Linked DNA regions of Gossypium hirsutum: region 2 is linked to region 1. Evidence: chromatin contacts called from public Hi-C data. All regions are on one chromosome and are shown on one strand. The core of a region is the stretch at or near the end of the contact, and the rest is flanking DNA. Distances in the headings are between cores, read along the strand shown. Region 1 has its middle 30 kb from the start of LOC107919830. Region 2 holds the start of LOC107919871 (WPP domain-interacting protein 2).

What was found. Hi-C and Micro-C count contacts between places; a contact is called where the count stands out from the background.
Region 2: a Hi-C map of leaf shows a contact between it and region 1, with 3 times the contacts expected there. The contact joins the promoter of LOC107919871 here to the enhancer-like site in region 1. A contact is called at or near these places in 6 of 34 Hi-C or Micro-C datasets (callus and leaf).

Annotation. Positions count from the first base shown.
Region 1 is chrD13:46,777,661-46,781,966 of Gossypium_hirsutum_v2.1, reverse strand. No RefSeq gene overlaps it. Among protein-coding and RNA genes, the nearest start is that of LOC107919830, 30 kb to the left of the region's middle. Within about 2 kb of position 1,771, at least 9 of the 9 cell types and tissues checked have an H3K27ac peak or open chromatin away from gene starts, as enhancers often do. A contact at or near this core is called in leaf, where this site is marked.
Region 2 is chrD13:46,856,750-46,861,055 of Gossypium_hirsutum_v2.1, reverse strand. It overlaps LOC107919871 (WPP domain-interacting protein 2), which reads right to left and starts at 2,421. Exons shown (of 3, transcript XM_016849276.2): 1 at 2,141-2,421; 2 at 640-1,785. The coding sequence starts at 1,783.

The DNA of each region.
Region 1 (4,306 bases), core at 522-3,021:
TGTTTTATTAACTTTATTTGGAATCTAATACAAATTCATATATATTTCTTTTAAATTTTGATGTTCGTAATTCATTGATTTTCATTTCTTCTCTTGTTTTTTTAGGTACTTAAAGATTAATTATTAATGTTATGGTTTTTTTTAATGTTGATAATTATGCTTGCATGGTTTGAGATATATGATTATTATTTGTACATGTATTATATTGTTTATTTGTATTCATAAATTATTGATGATCATTAATCTAAACTTAGTTTATTAATTATTGTTTCGTGTTGTACATTAATATCTCATCACATTATTTTTTTAAAAAAAATCTGATTTCATTAAATTTTTAAAAATCATCTTATTTTGCTAATTGTCAAAAATATTCGATATTTACGATTCTCGAGAAAATTGTGCCCTAACTTACCGGGCTTCAATTCTTCTCGATGAATTTAGATAATCACGTATTCATTTTATTAAAACCATACAATTGTTAAAATAAAGTTCTTAAGATTTCAAAATATTGGATCCTAACTTACTGGATACGATATTTTGTTATCTCGATTTTAAAATAAAGGCAACATTTGATGTTTAAGAATTTCGAAAAATTAAACTCTAACTTACTGGATTCTGATTTCTCGATTGACTTAAATAATCAAATAACCTTAAAAAAATACATGATTTTCTTTAAAAAAAAGGACAAATTTAATTTCAAAGATTGAATTGTAGCACCCTAACTCACTGAGTGTGACAATTTATTTCTTCGAAATAAGTGCGTCCTATCGTTCAATTTAGTTCATTCGAGTTTTCTCACCAAAAGATCGTATTTTAAAATCTTTCCAAAGTTTCGACACTAAGACATTAAACAATCAATTTGGTACCAATTTTGGGCGTTACGAGGGTGCTAACCCTTCCTCGTGTGTAACTGACTCCCGAACTTATTTTCTCAAATTTCGCAGACCAAAATCATTTTTAATGGTGAACCGATCACACCTCAATAAAAAATCGGTGGCGACTCCCATTTTTCATTTTTAAAATCGATCCCATTTTTCAAAATAACATCAATTTTTAAAAAATGATTTCGATAGTTACCAAATTGGATATGAACACTGATAACAGAGTAAGAGGCCGTTTTGCCCGGAAGGCGGTTTATATCAATTTGGAGAGGCCTCTGGTTTCTAAAATTTTAATTAATAGCAAAGTACAAAAATTCGAATATGAATTTTGATTGGTGGTTTACTTTCAGTGTGGAAGAAATGAACATGTTAAAGAACAGTGCACCTTCAAGGCATCTGAACACAACACCGGAGATGAATCACTGCTGACTGGTTTATCACCAAATTTTGGCTATCAACATGATGTTGGAGAATGACAAAACTTACGGGTCGTAGATGTTAGTGGAAAAGAAATCTAGGCGAAAGGCTAGGGATCTCCCGCAGTTGAATGCTGAAAATCTAGCGAAGAACAAGGGAATGTTTTAGTTTAAAGTATTGATAGAGTTGGAACTAAATGCTAGGGTTTCTTTTGGTGATCAGACTAAGGTGATTGACAGTCGATGTAATAAAGAGAAAGGAATAATGAATGGTGACCACCAAAAAAGAAACCTTAAGGCAAAGCAATGATCATCTGGTAAGTAAATTAGTGGACAAAGGCTCACCTAATAAATTGGGTTTTAAAAATATTGCTGGCCTGGTGAGATAAAATGGAGCTGCTAGTGGGTTGTCTGTTGGGCTTGGTGCGACTAGCAGGTTGGCTAATGGTAATCATTCAGGAAATGGCGAGTCTAGGAAGAATATAAAAGAAACTAATGAGCGGTTGGATCTATGTGGCCCACTTGAAGGTATGCCTCTTTCTAAGGTGAACAAAGCTATATAGGACTTGAAAGATAGCAGACACCCAAAGCTGCTATCATCAAACAGTATCCGATGAAGAATGATGAGACTGTTGATTCAGAATTTGAGCCATTTAATGGAAATGACGGGGATTTTTTAGAATCTAATTTTGCTCCGTGCTCAACAATGGAAGGAATGAAGGGTATTGCGTCGGAGGTGATGATCCACAACCTTGACCCCAACAAACACACGACTGTGATTTTTAAGGAGAACAAAGATTCAAAAATCGATTCTAACGACAAGGGGAACAATGGAATAATTGTGGAGAAGGCAGTGGTTCGCTAATCTGGAAAATGGAATGGTGATAATCTCGGAGGTGGGAACGGGAGACTATGAACTACTTGATTGAGATTATTTCGACTAATAACAGAGGGGAAATCAACTTAGGTGATTCTGTTAGATTAAAGGAGCATCTAGCCTGAATTGATCCTCATGGACAGGAAGACTGTATCTCTCTTTTTAATTTTTTTTAACGTTTAATTTTTTATGAATTTAAAATTAAAATTTTTTTCATGGAACTGCCAAGGGTGCGCTAGCAGTAAATTTCTTTGAGTTTTTCGTGAATATAATGTATAATTTAATCTGGATATATGATGTTTGTTGGAACCGAGAATAAGTAGTAAAAAAGAAAATTATGTTACTGGTAAATTGGGGTTTAATTTTCTTACTGTGTTGAAGCTGTTGGCTTTTCAAGAGGCATTTGGGTGGTTTGGAAAGATCCCATTAAGATTCAGATTATCCAAAATCATCCTTAGTTCATTCTCATTCATGTTGATGATATTATTTCTACTAATTCCATTTTTATCTCATTTGTTTATGGTAATCCTGATAGGAAGAAACGAAGACTACTTTGGGATAGTTTGAAATCTGTGTTACTGCATATTTCCTCTCCGTGGTTAATAATGGGTGACTTCAATACTATTCTCTCACCTGATGATAAAAAAGTTACTGTGCCACTGGAAAGAGATGCAATTTTTTTTGGTAATTTTGTTTATTCTTGTGATTTGCAAGATCTGAGATACAATGGTCCTTCCTTTACTTGACAAAGAGAAAGTACGTTTGAAAGACTAGATTGGGCATTGACTAATAATGCTTGGATGACAACTTTCATTCAATATTTAATTTATCACCTTTTGTGCATGAAATTTGACCATAGACCCATTCTGTTGGATACAAGATTGGATCTCAATTTGGCTAGAGGAAGACCTTTTAAGTTTCTAGCAGGGTGGACTAAACACGCAAGCTTATCATGTTTTGTCAAAGATAAGTGGAACTATGTGGGTAATATGGCTGACACTCTTACTGATTTTACTTAGTATATTAAAGATTGGAATAAGAATGTTTATAGATTTCTAGGTTCCCGTAAGAGGTATCTCATAAGGAAGATTTTTATAGTCCAAGCAACTTTAGACCACTCTGATTCAAATCATTTAGTCCAACAAGAAACAGAGATCTGTGATAAGTTGGAAAATATGCTTAACCATGAGAAGTTATTGTGGAGACAAAAGGCGAGGTGTGACTGGCTTCATTTAGGGGACAAGAATACAAAATTCTTTCATAGCCGCACGATACAAAGAGGAAAGCTTAATCACATCATGGCCTTACGACTCGATAGTGGAGAGTGGTGTTTTGATCAGAGCAGACTTCAAATTGAGGCATTGGATTTTTTGAGAGATTGTATGGAGAAGTCTCAGCATCCATAAGAGATCTTTCGTCTGATGTTTTCCCTCGCATTGGTTCTTCGGATATTGCTTTCTTAGGGAAACTAGTAACAAATGTTGAGATTAAGAGGGCTTTATTCAATATGGCTCCGCTAAAAACCCCCGAAAGTGATGGATACCACACACTCTTTTTCCAGAGCCAGTGGGATATCGTTGATAGTACTGTTTGTGAGTGGGTGCAAGGAATTTTTGTAGGCAAATCCATTGATTCAAAATTGAATAATACTCCGATTGTTTTAATTCTAAAAAAGACTGTCTTGAGAACTTCAGCCAATTTCGACCCATTAGTCTTTGCTCTGTCCTGTATAAGTTGGTGATTAAAGTGATTACAAACTGATTTAAGATGATATTCCCCAACTTTATTTCTCAAGAACAAGCCAGATTCATTGATGGGCGCAATATCTCTGATAATATTATTATAGCTTAGGAAGTCATCCACACTATACGAAGAAAACGAAATGGGAAGAATAGAATGGCAATTAAACTTGATTTAGACAAGGCATATGACAGAGTGAATTAGGCTTTTATTGATGCTTCCTTACAAGCTTTCGGGGTTCCCGATTTCCTTTGGAAAGTGATCATGTCATTCATATCTTCTTCTACCATGCAAATTCTTTGGAATAGAGTTCCTACTTAGAAGTTTAAGCCGGTGAAGGGGATTCATCAGGGTTGTCCACCTTCGCCATATCTGTTTGTTATGTGCATGGA
Region 2 (4,306 bases), core at 1,172-3,671, 78 kb before region 1:
TGGTGTGATTCTCAATATGAACTAAACATAATCTTACTGCTTCTCTGACTACAGTTTCTTGCCAAATTTCCTTTTCTAGGTCAACCTTATTCCTGATGCAATCGGACTTCACCAGATACTTACCATCACTATCAATTGCTAATTATTAATAAATGCCTCACTAACTTAATAATATAAAGTTCACTTATGCTATTCGCATTAGCTTTTTACCCTATGTTGACTGCTGCCCTACTTGCCCATTAAGATGCTTGTTCTAGACTTATCTAAGACTACCAGCCTAGAACATGCATGGAGACTGGTTTTGCAAATTTCCAAGTTCCCCTAATAATATAAAGCTCCCTTATGCTATTCGCATTGGCTTTTTACCCTATGTTGACTGAGGAATTATGATTAACAACTAAAGTCAATATTTCTCCTAACTCTGAAGCAAAGGAGGACATTGTTATCTCAGCTGCAGTAAGTGGATACTAGTGGAAATATCTCAAATTTCAAATAACTAAGCTAAGTAAAATATGAACCAATTAGGAGGATCATCAAGCTAGATTTGCAGAATATAGGATACAGTACAAATGAGTAGTAAGAATATATAAACAAACCATGAGAAGGTTTACCAAAACTGTAAGGAGGATACCCACTCACCATTTTCAAGGGCTTCCTGGACAGATTGGAGAGCAAGAATAGACTGGACCAATGGGTCTTGATCTGGTGAAGGCCGGTGATTCCCACTTTTTTCTTCTTTGTCCTCCCAAGATAATTCTGCAGCTAAATCTTCAGGTGAAAGTTCCTCAATATCACCTGAATTTTCTTTCCTATAAACAGTTTGAACTTCCTCACTGATCTGGTGGTCGTCTTCATGAGCTTCATCACTATTTTCTCCATCATAATTCATGGGGTTTCCACTTTGCTTTCCATTACTTGTCACAGCAATTGGATGCTGCGTAAAGATAAAGTTGGAGCTTCTTGAGTCAGATTCCATACTAGAATGAGAATTTTCCTTCTCGATTTTGATCCTTACTCCTCTGGCCTTCTTACTGCTTTCAGCACGGCCCTTTCCCTGATGAACTCTATGACTTGAATTACCCACAATGTTCCCACCTAAATTCTTCATCTGGTTTTTATCATGCATGTACCCCAAAACTGCAGGCAGGTCGTATCTCACCTTTGGCATACTGGCTGCTGTTGATGACTTGCTACTCCGGTCCTCACTATTTTCAGAGTCTGTGGCAGAAGCAAAAGCAGCTCCAACAGCAAACATGGATCCAGGAGCAACACTTGTGTTCAACATATTCACAGGTCCAATAGGGGATGCACGATTCTGCTTGATCTCAGGTGATGCCCTCTGTTGAGGTTTACTTGGATCCGGATTTGCAGAACCGGTCAAACCTCGCTTCAATATTTTACTGCTGTCCATTGAGGTGGTGGAATCCTTAACAAAGTCTCTCTTGATCCGCCTCCATTTCTTCAAGCCATACCCTTTGGTGGTAGGAGGAGATGACCCACCAGGGGATTTACCTGCTACAAGAGGTGGTGAATGCATCGGCAGTACAATCTCAGCAGTACCCTTTACATGATTACCAGCTGTCAAAGCATCGGAATCGCCAGTTTGATCGATGGCCGACCTCTGAGTCAGATTATCAATTGCGCATGATCCATTATTTTTACTCTCGCAATCATCACCGTGATTATTCTTCATTTTATCATCACCAACATGAGGTATTGTTTTTTGAGTGGCTTCATTATCCTCAACCAATTCAAGCGCAGAACACTCGCTTCCCAAATCCATAACTGTAAATTGGGTTTCGTACAAGATTTACTCAGATCAGGATCGAGAACTATAACTACCATTCCAACAAAACCATGTCCAAATCAACCAAATTTTGAAAAAAAGAAAATCAACTCAGCTATCATCCTCAATTTGGAAAAAAAAAAGTCAATGAAGTGAAATAAAATCTAAACTCACCCATCATTGGATTATCAATTAATTATCAATTTCGAATACAAATTAAGGAATTCAAAGAGGAAAATGAGCTTAACTTTTCTATAAATATACATATCATGAAAGCACATTAAAGAATTAGAAGTGAGAAAAAAAGTAAAAAATAGGATGTAATTAATAAAGCTATGCAATTAAAAGTCGTACCTTTTATGGTGTCATAGATATATATGTTTGTGAGAAACGGAAGTAAAGGCCTAGAATCGAAGATGAAGAAGGTAAGGGTGAAGGAAATGGGAAACCCTAGGCAGTAGTTAGATTTGCAGTTATATAGGGTAGGATTTTACTCAATTTTTTTTTATTAAGTAAAAAAACAGTGTCATTTAGATTTAGTGTTTTATATATTTATAGATATAAATATATTTTCTCGAGAAGCAATGCAATTGGTGTAGTAAGTACAAAATATCGAGAATCTCCATTATCTTTCTTTTTTTCTTCCAAGCCAATGCAAAATCTATTTAAATTGTAACGGTTTTATTATTATTATTTAGGTTGGATTATGATTTTTTGTTGGAATTTTTATTTATGAGTTAAAAAGTTGGTGATATTTTTTGATTCACATGGATATTGTTGTTAATACAGGAGGACGTGGGTCTTTCTATTTATGGGTTACGGAAGAGTTATGAGTAATTCTAGACATTGTGTCAAAAAGAGCAAATATGACTAAAATCTGTAATGAGATTATTTAAAAAAAAGAGTTGTTGATGTTTTAAATTGATGTAATTGGTCCAATTGAGAATTAAGAAATTGTGCTAGATACTTATATATGATTTCTAAAATTATCTTTTTATTTATTTTTGTTAGAGATAGTTAGACTATTACAACTGACTTTGTTATTAGTTAGTAGCATTTACTTCTCCTGTATGTGTATATATATACTTCCCATGTATTCCATTTAGCAATAATCACAGAGTTTATTCACAAATTTAGGGTCTGTTTGATAGGGGAAAATATTTTCCGGAATTGGTTTTCCCTATTTTCCAGTGTTTGATTGGAGAAAAATATTTTCCTCACGTAAAATCAATTACAAACACGGGAAAAAGAAGCCTTTAATTTTGGAAAATGTCTTACCGATTTGGAATCAGTAAGACATTTTTCGATTTTTCCAGCGTTCTCCCTTCTCTACACTCTCGTTCTCCCTTCTCCTCTCTACACCGATCTGGTTTCGTTCTCCCTTCTCCCTTTCGTTCTCCCTTGATTTGGTTTCGGGCTCCTTTTCCCCCCTTGATTTCTTCTTCTTTTTATAAATTGATTTGGGGATTTTCTGCTTGTTTTTGTCTGAGATCTTGCTTGGGTTTTCTACTAGTTTGACTGTGCTGTTTGGCTTGTCTTGAGCAGACTTTCTTCACAGACTTGCTTTAGAAAGGTATATTTTCTTCTCCATAGTTTTGTGTATCGGTTTCTTGTCCATAGTTAGAAAGATTTTGGCCCCTGTTTATGCTAAATGTCACTTCTGCTCTCACTGATCTGTGCGTGCTTTTTTTGTTTGATTTTAAGTGTATTTTTTAGCAGATCGAAGCTTGTTTCGCTGTTTTTGATCAAAGTGTTTTTTTTTATTTTTCTTTTGATTTTCGGTTTTTGATCGAAATTCTGTGTTTTTCTGTTTGTTTGTCACTATCTCGTTTACTAACTGTTCATGCAATTATTAAAGAGTATTATATCATAATTGATTCTTTTTAAGTCTCTGTTTGGTTGATAGGAAAATTCTAGAATTATATGAAAAAAGAAATGTAAATTTAAGTCTCATTCAGAAAATGATTTCTACTTCGATTTTGTTTTATTATTCTGTTTTGCACGTTCTATTTCGTGCATGCTTCATCGTATCCATATTATGTTACTCGTACTCAGATTTGTATATATGTATATGCATCTGATAATAATATGTTCAAAGAATTACAACATTTGATGTTGAAGAACAAGAAATTAGCTTCTTCGTTTTCTTTTTTTTTTTTTGGTTTAAGTGATTCTGTTTTAAGTATATGTTTTACCTTCTGCAGCCATTTCATATCTTTCAAGCCTTCTCTCCCAAAGCAGGCCAAGGTAAGGATCTTTGACTGGTTGTGAAAAGTGAAAGAAAAGCTGGTAAATGATTCTTGTTATGCTTTAAGTCTAGCATCACGTAAGCAGGGTTTGTGGTTCATGTTTTAAGTATCTGCTTTACCTTTGTTCTCCAGAGTAGTTGAATATTTGTTTCACAGCTACATATATAGGAATTTGTGGTTCATGTTTTTAAGTATCTGTTTTAAGTATCTGTCTTACCTTCTGCTGCCATTTCATATCTTTCAAGCCTTCCCTCCCAAAGCAGGCCAAGGT